Linked DNA regions of Danio rerio: region 1 is linked to region 2. The links are chromatin contacts, called in public HiChIP or PLAC-seq maps. All regions are on one chromosome and are shown on one strand. The core of a region is the stretch at or near the end of the contact, and the rest is flanking DNA. Distances in the headings are between cores, read along the strand shown.

Region 1 (4,775 bases), core at 1,964-4,463, 290 kb before region 2:
AACAGGAAGAGAGGCGTAGTGAAAAATATTGTGGCTGAAGCTTACATTCCAAATGCGGAAGCAAAAGGTCAGAATTTGATTAAAGGTTAGCAAAAAAAAAAAAAAAAAAAAAAAAAAAAACAAATAAATATTTATATCTATATATATATCAATATTTTTTTTTCATTTAATTAAGTTGCACAGATTAATTATTCAACTTAAAGAATAGGCGAAGCAGTGGCGCAGTGCTGTCGCCTCACAGCAAGAAGGTCGCTGGGTCGCTGGTTCGAACCTCGGCTCAGTTGGCGTTTCTGTGTGGAGTTTGCATGTTCTCCCTGCCATTTGGGTGGGTTTCCTCCGGGTGCTCCGGTTTTCCCCACAGTCCAAAGACATGTGGTACAGGTGAATTGGTTAGGCTAAATTGTCCGTAGTGTACGAGTGTGTGTGTTAATGTGTGTGTGGATGTTTCCCAGAGATGGGTTGCGGCTGGAAGGGCATCTGCTGCGTAAAAACATGCTGGATAAGTTGGTGGTTCATTCTGCTGTGGCGACCCCGGATTAATAAAAGGACTAAGCCGACAAGAAAATGAATGAATGAAACTTAAAGAATAACAATGTGCACTAGCAAAATAAACATTGTGAATTTTGATTTCACACAGACTTTAAAACCATTGGAAAAAGTGCCAAGGCATTGCTGTTTGTTATAAAAATCTAGCTTGACCCAATAAGGCTGTTCAACAATTGAGTATTGTTTTTTAATGCCAGAAAGTAACAGTGGTCTCTATAAATAGCCTGGTTCATTGTATATCTTTTGACTGCTGGAGTTTCTGCCGGGAATCGGACTGGCCTCTGAACTCGCCTGTAGGGAAATCAGAGGATTGATCAGCTCTGCAGTGTAACACAATCATTTAATCATCAACCCACAGGCCTAGTAATGTGGGACAGCTGTACATTCAGAACAACACATCAACAATGGCTGTCCTGACTGAATTCAAAGCCATCAAAAGCTGCATGTTTTGCATCATCAATATAAATAAATTAAGGACTTTTCAGAATAGCAATCAATGTAAACAAGCTCAATGGCCCTTTATGGAAGTATGCCTGTGCAAAAGGAAATAGGAAAAGAAAGACAGGAAATAATTTGGAGGACTTGACAAATTCAAAACATGTCCCTGCAGACCAACAACAGAACTTTTAACAGAAGTTGCTTTAATGGGATAGTTTCCCCAAAAAATCTATATATACTCACCCTTGGGTGGTTCCAAGGCTTTATGAGCTTATTTTTTCCCCTGTTAAACAAAAATTAAGATATTTTGAAGAATGTTAGAATCTGGTAACCATTCACATTCATAGGAACATTAAATACCAAGGAAGTCAATGGCTATTGGTTTCCAACATTCATTCATTCATTCATTCATTCATTCATTCATTCATTCATTCATTCATTCGTTTATTTTTCTTCAGCTTAGTCCTTTATCAGGGGTCGCCACAGCTGAAAGAACCATCAACTGTTCCAGCATATGTTTTATGCAGGGGATGCCCTTCTAGCCACAACCCTACTGAGAAACACCCATACACACTCACATTCACACACACACACTGATACACTACATCCAATTTAGTTCATTCAATTCACCGTATTGCGCATGTTTTTGGACTGTGGGGGAACATGCAAACTCCACAAACTCCATCTCTTCAAGTAACGTATGAAGTTAATTCTTAAATTGTGAGATTTGATTCATACACTTCATGTAGACTAATACAATAAAGGAAAACAATGATATTATGTGAGTTCAGGAAAGACCATGTTTCAGGATGTGTTGATGAAAATGAAACCCCCAGATTTCCATGACATTCATAGCATGTTAAAAGCCCTCGATTCAGAATGCAGGCCCACATGACTGATGAAAGAGGAATAAAACAGAAGAGATTTATTGTTCGACTGACAAATGGATGTCCATTCTACATAGAGAGAATAGATATGAGAGGTGTTTTAACATTCTGGATGGAGACAAAGAGGACAAAGAGTGTGAATTATTTATGAACTGATACATTTTAGCACTCTTTTAATTGCGAATACCTTTATTATTACAAATTATACATGATGGCTATTAAAAATTGTTATTGTAATCTGCTTGATCACTTGCTTTAGATTATGAAATCTGATTTTGAATAACTTTTCAATTATTTCTGACCTAACTATTTATTAAGGTTGTTATGAACGTAATAAAATGTGTCAAACATTAAATAACGACTGAATAATGAAGATTTGGTACACATCGTCAAGTCAGCTATCAAAATTACTCATCTCAAACACCTCAAAAACATCTAGAAGCAAGCTCAACCAGTTAATATGCATGACATTTATATTTACAAAGTGAAAAAATATTAAAATGCACTTATTTCTTGAAAGGATATTTAAAGTAAAAAAATTATAAGAATCAATAAATCACTTATAATTTATTTAGCATTTTCTAAATGATTTGTAATAAAAAAGCAAGTAATAACTGTATTATGATTATGCATATTCCATATAAACTCTGTTGCTGCTCAAAATTGATTCCATTTTTAAAAATCATGATTCATGGATGTTGATTAGATTTTGTTTAGTTATTGTCCTGTTTATTGTAACTAAAAGTAGTTTTAACTCTAAAAATCCCTTCAAAATGCATGTTAAATGGCTTCTCTTATAAAAAATGGGCTATTTAACAGCTATACTTCACAGAAATATATTTACAATTGCACTATAGTATGCATGTGTATGACAAGTAGACATTAAAGATTGGTAATAAAGTTTTCCAAACAATACTAATCCAAATATTTTCTAGTACTGCCTTTTGTAGCGATACTATAATCAAATATAAAACCATTTAATATCTATCTATCCATCCCTCCAATAATCCATCTAAACATTGCTTAAAATTGACTGTCAGAAAAGCTAATGACTTATGCTTATATGTAATTGTGTTTACTATTTTGATTGAGTAGCCTATTCAATAGCCTACCTTTAAAAACACAACAAGACTCCCTTATAAACTAAATAAATAAAAGTTTAAATAGTAACCTAGTTTTACATTTGAAGCTCAAAAATAATCTCTTCTGGCCTCTGGTGGATATACAGTAGAGAGCTTTACGCATGATCTCTGTCCAGCACGTATGGTTGGACTCTCATTCAGCCAATCAGAGCTCACGCGGAAGCTGCGTCTGCTCTTTTAGTTTACCACAGTGACGGGTAAAAATAGAAAGTACCTGTAAACTAGCTGTCCTTTGACGGTTTGTAAAATGGAGAGTGTTTCTACAAAAGGCAAAGACAACATGATAGCTCGAAAACGAAAAAGTAACGTTAGTGAAACGACAAGCGGCAAGATACCTAAGGATGATGTCAGGTAACTTCGCCTTTTATGAGTTATGGTTGACAGAAAGCATCAATTTATTTGCATTGTAACTTATTTGTTAATGTAATGCGATGTTTGTATAGCTCTGAGTCCTGCCTAGATCAACCAGCTGATGAAAGTGTTCATGAAGTCGTAACATTCGAGCCATCCACGCTGCCATGTAAGTTCCTCTATGAAATTAAGTTACTCTACTGTTACCTTATTACTCTACTGTGTTGGGTGGGGGGCCAACTTCATGACGGTTTTTTAACATCAGTTCAAGCACCACAATGTGAAATTATACAATCTCATGCTTTGGATGCTTTTAAGGTACAATGCATCACTGTTTCTCAACCACGTTAATGGAGGACCACCAGCTCTGCACTTTTTCTGTCTCCTGAACCAAACACACCTGATTCAGATCATCAGCTTATTAGCAGGGACTGAAAGACCTGTAATGCGTGTGACAAAGCAGACATCCAGAACCAGTGTTGATGGTGCTCCAGGAACGTGGTTGAGAAACACTGACGTACATGAATGTTAAATATAAATGAAGTCATGTAAAATTTGGTGTCATCAAAGTACCTCCCTTTATAAAGTTGTCGAAAAACATAAAATAATTCCAACAGCAGACCATTAACTTACTACATGTTGGACCAATTTGGATTCTCATATAAGCAATTGCATAGATTAAATAGGCATAAGAGGCTGCACAATGCAAACATGTTGGATTGTTTTTGTTAACAATCTGCAAGAAAAGCATTTCATACAATATTTAAGCACATTGTTTTGTCTTTATTGTGTGAAAAAACACTTTCCACAGTTTCAAATGATGTCTCTTATCTGTAAGATCCAAAAATTGTTAAATCAAGACTCTCTCATCTTTAACATTGCATGTTGTGCATTACAGTTTTACTCAATTGCTTTGGCTCAATTCTCTATTGAAATTTTTATTTTTCTAAACAACAAGTTTAGATGTTTGAACAATTAACCTATTGTTAACTTCAGATTGGCTTTTCTTATTGATTTAAGCAAATTGCAAACAGCAAGTACAAATTTCTGTAGATTGGACAAAAAACTAATTGCATATGGCCTGTTGATTATGATTATTACTGATGAGTCAATTCTCTATGTTTGTCAATTATCTATGTTTAAGTTTGGTGTATGTACATAACACTTCACGCATCACAATCACTACACTAACAGTCCTGCAGCAACATGCTTATGGATGAGCAATTGGAAAAAGTGTAACCTCTGGCAAGGCTAACAAGAGCGACAGGATGTCCACCAAGAATATATTTTTTTCATGAATGATATTTTGTAGTTTTTTGTGTATTTGTTGTAACATACGAAATATGAAATATACAGAATAGAGTAATTGGACAAGCAAGACTACACTTTACATGTTATACACCTGTACAAA
Region 2 (4,753 bases), core at 1,253-3,752:
CCCTTTATTAATCCGGGGTCGCCACAGCGGAATGAACCGACAACTTATTCAGCATATGTTTTACGCAGCAGATGCACTTCCAGCTGCAACCCAACACTAGGAAACACACTCAGACAACGGACAATTTAGCTTAACCAATTCACCTGTCTTTGGACTGTGGTGGAAACCAGAGCACCCAGAGGAAACCCACACCAATACGAGGAGAACATTCAAACTACACACAGAAACGCCAACTGACCCAGCCGAGGCTCGAAACAGTGACCTTCTTGCTGTGAGGAAATTATGCTACCGTGACACCTTATCAAACAAATCAAATTGCAAAAAGGATTGTTAAATACAATATAGTATCACTTTACAATGAGATCCCATAGTAAGTTAAAGCGTTATCTAATGCAAACAATGAGAAATAGGTACATTTGTTACAGAAGTTGTTACAAATGTTGTAAAATAGCATTATTTTTTTGTTACTAATTACAACTTTTTATTTTAATGACTTATTAAACATCAGTTAACAATTTCACATAATTTAACATTAATGCTTATGCATAATAGGCCTATAAAGAATCTGAACATTGAAGATGTTTGTCTGAACAATTCCTCAAGAACAAGGAGCTGTGATGAACAATCTATTTTTAATATAGACCCTTTTGAGATATGTAAACAATCACAATGGTCCTGACGTATTTCCTGTTTTACATTTTAAATTTAAATAGCTTCTGCGAGCCAAAAAGTTCCACATATTCATAAATATTGTTATGATAGCTGTTATAACATCAAGTTATGATTGAACTCTCACCAGTAGTGGAAAAAGCACTGAAATATCATGCTCATGTAAAAGTACCTTTACTTGCCTAAAAATGAAGTGCAGGTAGAGTACTGGGTATCTGTTGTAAGTATTACTCAAAGTATGAGTAAAACTAGACCTTTCTAAAGTTCTCAAGAGTGTGTATTACGCTGTGATAAGCTGATGCATTTACATGTAATTTGTGAATGTGTGTAAATGTACATTGTGAATGTGTGTACACAACGTCATAAGACGTTAATATCAAGTTAGATTTAGGATGTGATATCGGGTGACTAATATTAAATGTCTAGCCCGTGTCTAAGGACAATTGGTTGATTTCAGATTGTGTTGGAAAGTGACCAAAGTCTGAAGTTAAGCCAACATCTTAAACCAACGTCAGATTAACGTCAAATACTATTATTTATTCGTCAGGTATGGCAACCAAAATCCAACATCTGATAGACGTCACAGTGGTAACATCCACACAACGTCAAGCCGTAACTCTTAGACATTGATATTTGCTTGATTTTAGGTAGGACGCTGGACATTGACATTGGCCTGATGTTGGGTTCTGACATGAACCCCACTTTCATTTTCAAACAAACTGCAACGCCCCCATCACAATAGGGTACAATGTCAATCTGACGTCATGTTGATGTCTTGTGCCTGCTGGGTGTTTGAAGCCATTTTAGTCATCGTACAGTAATCATCCGTTATCTTCTCATCAGTGACATGCATCTAAACAGTCTCTTGGTCAATGTATGTAAAGATTTTGCACATCTTCTTGGACACTTTTAATGCTTCCAAACAGTTTACTGCAATTATAAATCACCCATGTCTTGAGGACGTTCAGAAAGATGACATTTACCTCTTTACTTCTATATGCGATTTGATTGAACAGTAATCACAGAACTGATTTTTCTAATACCCATTGACAGGAATAAAAATAGTGACTGCAGGTTGAAGGAAAGTAGTGGAGTAAAAGTACCGATACTGCAGTAAAACTGTACTCAAGGTAACGTAAAAGAACATATTTTAGTAACTAACTTAAATTTTAATTTCTGAGAAAATCTACTTAAATACAGTAGTTGGAGTATTTGTGATTTGTTACTTGCTTGTTACAGATATGAAATAGTTGACAACAACCAGGAAATGTTCATGGCCTAATGAAATCACCATATTGAATTGGTACATAGTTTATAATAAACAATTATTCACTGTACATAGAAGTGCCCACCATAACAGTATCATGAATGGTAAAAATCTAACGAAGCATATTACTGAATATCTTGCAATCATCAACAACATATTTCCTACTCTGATGATCTTCTCGCCCGCTCTGCTCCGAAAAAACGAATTTCCCGCGAAAACATAATAAGCGAAACGGAAGGCAGCGGCGAGCACAGTGCACACTCTCTACCAAACTTGACTGTAATGTTCAAACTCGAGCTTTTATCAGCTGTGTGCAATGCATTCAAGAAGGAGGGCGGGTAATATTCACAGCACTTTCGACTTTAGGCTGTTTCCCTGAGGGGCTTCTGGGTTTACTTGTAACATTATATTCGTGTATACAGACCACAGCGGAAGTTTTCCTGTAGCCAAACAGCAGTGAAGCGCATACATTTAAGCATACTTTCTGCCGCGTTTGTTTTGTAGTCCGTCGCGTGGAATCCAAATTACACATGATCCGGTAAGAGTTCACTAGGCGATCGCTTTTGGGACGTTATTACCCTGTTTTTCCTAATTGTCTACGTGCATTCGTGTTGTCGCCAATTCCATCCGGTCTGCAAATCAGCCTGAACTGCTCGTGGATGTTAACTGTTACTTTGTTGAGGGGGCGAACCGGTCTCGGCTGCTCTCCCTTTGTTTGGGCTCAGGACTCGGCTGAATCCGCTGGGCTTCCGTTTCAAACGTCTCGTTCGACCCCACGAACGCTATTTTAGGATGGCTCCACAAAAGCACGGCTCGGGTGGGAATGGTTTTTATGGCAACAGCGCGAGTAAAGCCGCTAATGGAGGAGCTCACGCATCGTCCGGTGTTGTGATGACTTCAGTCAAGCGACTCAAGATGGAGCAGATCCAAGCCGACCACCAACTCTTCCTGGAGGCGTTCGAGAGTAAGTTGGTCTAATTTTAACTTTTTACCCCGTTTGCTTTGGAAACATTAAAAAATGTTGTTTTCTAGCACAAGTAAGGGTATACAGTTGTACGAATGCACTCACTCCTCGCTTGAAGGCTAAACAATAACATTACTAACCGGCAAATTGCGTTTAGTAGTATATTAAATGCTTAAATGTTACTTTTGACGAGAGTTTTAGGTGTCATGTTATGGATTTCGTCAGAATTGAGGGATATCATTTTTGGATGGTTGTGTAGGCCACATCCTTTATGAAAATTAGACACGTGCAAGAGATGACACGTGCTTTAATGCGTTTAATCATTTCAAAATGTCATTGAGAGAGGTGTTGTTACACAAAAAAAGACACAAACAACCATGAATAACCCAAAACCTTTGAAAAGCTATGCTGTAGTTTTGACTTTTTTTAGACTGGCTAAGACAAGTTGTTTTGCTAAACTGTGGCCAATGATTGATTTGCAGAAGTTGTAAGATAATAATGTTTATTTTGTTCATGTAACTTGATGCATAAATTTTGACATAAACATACTTTTCATGAATCTGCATCTGTCAACATCATTATGATTCTTCTCTTCTGTTTACAGAACCAACTCAAATATACAGATTTCTTCGCACAAGGAATCTCATAACTGTAAGTAGGCTATAATCAATGATATTATGTCATTTATATTGTTTATAGTGAAGCAATTACACTGAAATGTCAACCTTGCCATGAAAGAAAATGTTTTCACCAATATCGCAAAACCCTTGCTAGGTTTTTTGTGTTGGCTTGTATTTTACAGTACTGTAAAAATAATCCAATGTCTCTGGCAATGTTTTCAAACTATTAAATTTAATTTCCAAAGTCACACAAATGGCAATTTTACACCTGTCACATTTATAACAGAGAGGCGTCGCATCCATAACCCAAGCTTTTTCCTTATAAATGCAAAAAATGTCAAGTAAAATCAAATAAATCATTTTTGTACTATAGAGATTCAACCCCTATCCTTTTGATTATCATTATTTCTTTGGGGTTGTACAGTTTAATTCACAGAATTTCTACAAAGTATGTTTTATACTGCAAACCTGCTAACCTTTTTGGTCACATTCATAACGCATGTTTATTTCCCTCATTGTAAATATAAAAATGTTTGCAGATTGATATTTTTCTGATTCCATAACTCTGTGGTTAGTTTTGTAAATATAAATGGATGTTTAAATATAATGTTAACATATACTTTCTCTATAAATTTATGTATTGAGTTTTACTGCAAATGTTACATCTATAATGCTGGAATTGCTCGTTGACTCAAGGTGAAAAACTTGGACTTTCCTGCCACAATAATTTTTAATTAATTTATTTTTTTCCTTTTCCATCAGCCAATTTTCCTGCACCGATCTCTTACATATATGTCCCACAGAAACTCGCGAACTAATTCAAAAAGGTAAAACAATTACATGTGAATCTTAATCTCTTTGTTCGTCAAAAGGCCACACCTTTCATTTCCTTACACAGGCCTGACAAATGTGTGACAATTTGCATGTTGACAAATGCACTGCAGCTGTTTAATGTTCTTCAGTTGCTGTAAGATAAGTTGCATATCAAAGAGCTAAACAAAATAACCAAATGTTTGCTGGCGTCTGCTGTTTTAGAAAGAGCTTCAGTTTGAATGATCTGCTGTTTAAAGTGGAGAAGTCAAAAGTGGATCCAGAATCTCACAAGTAAGCTGTTTTTGATTCAGATTTATTTTGTTTGCTTACTGTCTCAGTGCATACAGAAGTTTTAACTGCAGTCTTTTTGCTGTGCAGTTTGGCTTCAAACCTTCAACTCACTTTCACTGGATTCTTCCA

What was found. HiChIP or PLAC-seq counts read pairs in DNA pulled down with a chosen protein or histone mark.
Region 1: a contact with region 2 is called in an H3K4me3 HiChIP or PLAC-seq map of gastrula embryo, with 3 times the contacts expected there. The contact joins the promoter of engase here to the promoter of suz12a in region 2. A contact is called at or near these places in 2 of 4 datasets of contacts at active chromatin or transcription factors (embryo and gastrula embryo).

The regions. Positions count from the first base shown.
Region 1 is chr3:35,009,780-35,014,554 of GRCz12tu, reverse strand. It overlaps engase (endo-beta-N-acetylglucosaminidase), which reads left to right and starts at 3,213. Exons shown (of 14, transcript NM_001080578.2): 1 at 3,213-3,364; 2 at 3,457-3,533. The coding sequence starts at 3,261.
Region 2 is chr3:34,721,523-34,726,275 of GRCz12tu, reverse strand. suz12a (SUZ12 polycomb repressive complex 2 subunit a) reads left to right here and starts at 2,502. Exons shown (of 16, transcript NM_001003529.2): 1 at 2,502-2,900; 2 at 3,505-3,551; 3 at 4,283-4,347; 4 at 4,556-4,624; 5 at 4,712-4,753. The coding sequence starts at 2,729.